Linked DNA regions of Mus musculus: region 2 is linked to region 1. The links are chromatin contacts, called in public Hi-C maps. All regions are on one chromosome and are shown on one strand. Each heading gives the region's core, a stretch centred on a gene start, on an enhancer-like site or on the middle of the called end of the contact. The rest is flanking DNA. Distances are from core to core; before and after follow the strand shown. Region 1 holds the start of Pdk2 (pyruvate dehydrogenase kinase, isoenzyme 2). Region 2 holds the start of Atp5g1 (ATP synthase, H+ transporting, mitochondrial F0 complex, subunit C1 (subunit 9)).

The links. A called contact is a pair of places that touch in the nucleus more often than the background predicts.
Region 2: a contact with region 1 is called in a Hi-C map of B cells, with 6 read pairs. The contact joins the promoter of Atp5g1 here to the promoter of Pdk2 in region 1. A contact is called at or near these places in 1 of 39 promoter capture datasets (pre-B cells), 1 of 484 Hi-C or Micro-C datasets (B cells) and 1 of 115 datasets of contacts at active chromatin or transcription factors (pancreatic cancer cells).

Annotation. Positions count from the first base shown.
Region 1 is chr11:95,040,009-95,042,708 of GRCm38.p6, reverse strand. It overlaps Pdk2 (pyruvate dehydrogenase kinase, isoenzyme 2), which reads left to right and starts at 1,338. Exons shown (of 11, transcript NM_133667.2): 1 at 1,338-1,570. The coding sequence starts at 1,453.
Region 2 is chr11:96,074,209-96,076,908 of GRCm38.p6, reverse strand. It overlaps Atp5g1 (ATP synthase, H+ transporting, mitochondrial F0 complex, subunit C1 (subunit 9)), which reads left to right and starts at 1,278. Exons shown (of 5, transcript NM_001161419.1): 1 at 1,278-1,352; 2 at 1,876-1,922. The coding sequence starts at 1,884.

The sequences.
Region 1 (2,700 bases), core at 89-2,588:
GGGTTGAGGATCAAACCCATAGTCTTGCATATTCTAGGAAAACACTCTATTACTGAGTTACTACCAGCTCAAACCCACCTTCTCTACCTTTTGGAGAAAAGATCTTACTAAATTACCCAGGCTGGACTTAAACTCACACTGCCTCAGGTGGGCCTTGGACAGATCTCCTCCTGCCTCAGCCTCCAAGAGGAGCACCAGGACTTCCTAAAGGCCAAACCTCAATCCTGTCTGTGCTTCACAGGGCCATAGTAAAGGCCGGGAAACCACTGGATAATCAATAGTAATGAACCTAGGAAGGCCCAGAGAGTGGGGCACATACCAAGTTTTACCAAAAGAGGGCGCATGACATTTCTCAGGGAAGAGGCAGGGAACTGCTAGGAAGACTGGGCTGGGCTCCCAAGCCGCTAACCACTAAGATGCCTTAGCTCCTGGGGACTCGCAATAAGGAAGCCAGCGGCACAGACAGTTGCTCGTCTCGGGTTAGGTGCACAGAAGGTTACCTTCTTAGGTGGTTGTGCAAGACGCGCAAGGTTTTATGCTCAGTCAAATGAGCGAGGTAATAATAAAATGGAACTTAACTAAAATTAGCACTGACCATAGCTCCTGCTCCCGCCTCTGCCAGTCCTAAGGGGGTTTGGCTCTGGCTGTTTTTGTTGTTGTTTTCCAAGTACCAGAGATCAATACAGGGCTTCATGCATACTGAGCAAGTGCCATGCCTTCTGAGCTACATTCCCACCCTGATATCGGATCTTTTTCGAAAGAGAGAGAGAGAGAGAGAGAGAGACCTTTTCTTGGGCTTTTTGGATATTTATGGAAGTCAGCGGGTTGCACGCATATAGGATAGCTTAGTATAAGCTCGCATACTGGTTTCGGATTTTGCAAGTGTTCATTCTGGGTCCATCATAGGAGTGAGAAACCACTGTGAGCCCCTATAGCAGAGCAGGTAAGCAGGTTGTCAGGTCAAACAGGTGCCTTTAGGAAAGGGACAGGGCAGGGAAGGGAGGTTTTAAAGAAGGAGACAGGGGAAAGAACCAGGGAAAGTAGAACGTCAAACGAAGGGTTAGCGGGACTCTGGGGAAGAAAGGGTTAACTCGGGGCTGGCCCCCAAGAAGTGTAGTTGGCGACAGGAGGCGGGACTTGAGCACAGCCCAGGAAAACAACAGGCCGTCTCCAGCACCTTCACGGTTAAGGAGGTGGGCCTCGAGGAGAGCCACGTGTCGAAGCGCAAGGCTATTGGTTCTCCCAGAGTTGTTTGTGCGCGCCCATTGGCGACGTCGGGGCGCCGGGACAAGCCGATTGGCTAGGCGTTGGAGGCATCGCCAGGGCAAGGGTAGGGAGGAGGCGGCCGAAGCCCGTCTCCCGGCTAAGCTGGGCCGAGCTGACGGCCGGTGCCAGCGCCTCCAGCCCCGGGACAGCAGCGAGATCCAAGCCCGAGCCGCAGGCGCCGTCGCCATGCGCTGGGTCCGGGCGCTGTTGAAGAATGCGTCCCTGGCAGGGGCACCCAAGTACATCGAGCACTTCAGCAAGTTCTCCCCGTCCCCGTTGTCCATGAAGCAGTTTCTAGACTTCGGTACGGAGTCGGCGTAGGCGGGCACCGGGGGCTGTGGGCGCGGGGAAGGAGACCCTGGCAATGAGAGGTTAACATCGGAGGAAGAGGTCCTGGGTGGTAGGAGGGTTGGCTTGGAAGAGTATGGACAGGAATGGGTAAACGGCGAGGCCAACCTGGCTGCCCACAAAGAGTTAAGAGTGCCCCCTTCACAGTTAACTAAGAATGGGGGCGCGGAGAAAGCGTTGCGAGGGATCGTGGAGAGTAAGAGACAGTGAGGGCATAGGACCCTATCCAGACATGATAGAGTTAGTGGGAGATCCCGGCCACTGAGAGTGGGCAGCCAAGAGTAAACAGGAGACGTGCTGTTGGAGTGCTAAGGAGATTCAGCCATCTGGAAGACCTGTGCTGTGCACGAAGGGCGGGGTACTTCTGAACAGAGCAAGGGAGAAAAGCCAGGGCAGGTGGGAAGGGGGCCCCTTGAAGTAGGAGGTGCTAACAGGGGAACTCCCCTGACTGGTGAGCCTCCACCCACTGCAGCTGCCCACTGGGCAAGGACACTTGAAGATCAAATCTGTTCTGACCTGGCAGCGGTTCCTAGCTGGGCAGAGCCCAACTTACCATGAGGTAGTCAGGTGGCTTTCACCCTCCTATGGCTACCCCTGGGTTTCTGAAGATCACCCACTCGGTGTTCTGAGGGTGGAGGTGGCTTTGGGGCAGGAGAAAGCTTTGCGGAGTGGAGGATGGAGACGTTGTGTGGCCCCCATCTGTCTGCAAGGTATTCCCTGGTGCCAGCTGGTGTAGGGAGTGGACCCAGGTCTCTCAAGAGTTGGCTGTGTCACAGGCAGGAGGACAGGAAGATGGCCGACAGGACTTGGGCACCTGTTTTCCAGGATATGCCTTGTTACTCCCTGTTCAGTTGGAGTTGTGAGCTTTGCTTGTGTAGGAAATCCTCCAGGGCCCACTCCAAGTCCCCGCCAAATGAATGCCACAGCTAGAAGGGACTTGGCCGTAGTTCGGTCCACCTATCTGGGGAAAACTGCTGATGATATACAGTAAGTTACAGAAGCATCGCCTGCTGTTGATCCTAGGTCTCCTGTCTCTAGCTGACACAGCTCATTCCTCTACTGCCTGTTAATCTTGACCCTGGACCA
Region 2 (2,700 bases), core at 29-2,528, 1.0 Mb before region 1:
TAAAAAGTATTGCCAAACTGCTTTCCAGGAAGGTTTTCTAATTCACTAGTGAATGGTTACTGCAGTCCTGTTTTTCTGTCCCTACCCTTTGTGCTTGTGTGCATACACATGTGGTTTTGTTTGTTTCTTTGTTGTTGCTGGTTTTTTGAGACAGGGTTTCCTCTATATAGCCCTGGCTGTCCTGGAACTCACTTTGTAGACCAGGCTGGTCTCGAACTCAGAAATCTGCCTGCATCTGCCTCCCAAGTGCTGGGATTAAAGGTGTGCGCCACCACTGGCCGGCATTGTTTTGTCGTTTTAAGCCAGGTTTTGCTACTTACTCCAGACTGGCCTGGAGCAAGTGCTCCGTCTTCCTGCCTTAGCCTTCCGATGTCTGAAATTACAAGCATGCACCACCTGAATTCTTTGCACGCTTCATCCTACCAATTATTATTTTCGTTTTAGAGTTCTCCCCACTCCCAATACAATTGTCTAGCCCTACCTTGTTTTTTTTACCTAAACTCAAGAAGCTTAGTCTGGCCTTGAACTCCTGACTTTCCTGTCTCCTAAGCACCTGCCAAGTGCTAAAATTTCGGGTACGAAATAGCAAGCCTGGTTTTAATTGTATTTTGTTGAGTTTTTTTTTTCCACCATTCAACTTGTGAGTCCATGTTGACTGACTACTGACAGACCCACAAGAGCACGCTCACTACTTAGAAGTTTTCCAGCCTGCCTTAATACTTGGACGAAAATGGGGGTTTTTACAAATCACGATGGTGGAAGGTACTGTAAAGGCGTCGGCTCTCCTTGCCAGGAAGCAACATCTCGCGGGATGTCGGTGGTCCTTGAGTCCTTGGACAGGACTACAAGGCCCAACATGCAATGCGCCCCAAGGTCCAAGCGGCCGAATGAAGGCCTGGAGCCCTTATCACGTGTCAGCTTGCGTCAAGCGGCCGGTTGTCACTCCCACGCTTTTTTCTTCCGCTTGCACCTTGGTCGCCATTTTGTGTTGAAGGTTGTAGAACCTCTGAGTCTCGTCGACTCTATGGTCAAGCATTTCGGGATTCGACCAATCGTAACCCCGAACTCGGAAAAAGAACCCGCCTTTATCCGCAAGGAGGCGGGAATTGCCACGAAGCTCCTGTGGAGAGAGAGGAAGAAGCTGAAGAAGACCAATAAGAAGGATGGAGTTGATGACGCCAGCCAATTGGAACGTGGAGAGATAACGACCAATGGGAGTGAAGGGACTCCGAACACGTGGGTGGGGGAGCTGAGCGCTCAGACCAAGGGCTAAAGCTGGGAGGTGAGTCAGTCACCTTGAGCAGGGAGTGTGCTGTGGGCCGAGCAGGGGCTGCAGGGGAGTGGGAGTGCAGGTGACTTGGGGCTGGGAGACAGGGGTCCGCAAGGCCGTGGGTTGTGCCACGTGGAGCACCATTTGCCTCCAGGGATAGGGAAGGAGGACTAGAGTCTTTAAGCCTTATCAATTAATGTTAATTACCAACGGTAATGAGCGATAAACGGCCGCTGGGGAGAGTAGGGGACAGCAGTGTAACTTGGGCAGGATCCTGCACGACGTCTGCCAGTTTCTGCCTCCGGTCTTCCCGGGAGACCATTCCTTTTCGCAACATTTCCCTCTTGGGGCCTGAGCCACCTCCTTTTATTTCCGATCTCGGTTGCTGTCCTTCTGCAGACCCGCTGCGCAGAGAGTGGTTGACCCCGGAATCTGCTCTGTCCTTCTGACCTCTAATGCCCTCCTTAGCTGGGGTATAGGAAGAGGGTTGGGGGGAACGATTGGAGGTGGATGGGGACAACAGGAGGTTGCCAGTATAAGCAGACACCCGGGCTTTCATAGGAATTACGGTTTTTTTTTTTTTTCTTTTCTCCCCCTTCTTGCAGATTGAAAAATGCAGACCACCAAGGCACTGCTCATTTCTCCAGCTCTGGTAAGCGGAAGCTCCGGGTTTCCCTATAGTGCCGGGTATGGTATGGGAGCAATCATGTTTAATGAATGGACTAAGAGGGGCTGGCGTTCCGTGATGATGATGATGGCTATTGGCGGAGGGTATAGGAGCTGTTGCAGGTAACCTATGTTTATTCAGGCCTGTAAACCAAGCCGTCGTGGCTTTCTGAGCGTCCTCAGATAAGCTAGAGCTGACCTTTTATTACAGTCCTGGGTTGGCTGTAGCCAGACAGCCGGAAAACAGTTTTTCTCAACCTCGGCTGCGTGTTCAGTTCATCTGGAAAGCCTAATGCTTCTACTGCCCAGACTGCTCCTCAGACCAATTGCATCAGACTGAGAATGAAGGTGGAACCCCTAAGCAATTTTGGTAGAATGCCCCAGGTGATGCCAATGTTCTGCCAAGCCTGAGAGTCATTGTACTGAATAATGTGTCAAGCAATCCGTGTCACTGGGAGCTTTCCTAAGATGGCTGTTCTGGGAGTCAAACCAGGCTTCCTGGCCCGCTGCCTGAAGGATATATGTTGCTGTGAATGCATCTTAGTAAATCTCTCCCCTTGATTGCCTTTTGTTACCTCAACAACTGACTGGATGTTTGGGTCTTACTCTATTCTGGGAAACTGATTAGGTCTGTGCCCTTGGAAATGGACTTTGGTATCCGGTTTGGTTTGGGTTTGGTTCTGAGGATTGACCCCCGGGTCTTGTGAGTGCTCCCCAGCCTAGTGCATTATATCAAATGGTGATTGCTGCCACCCTGGGCTCCC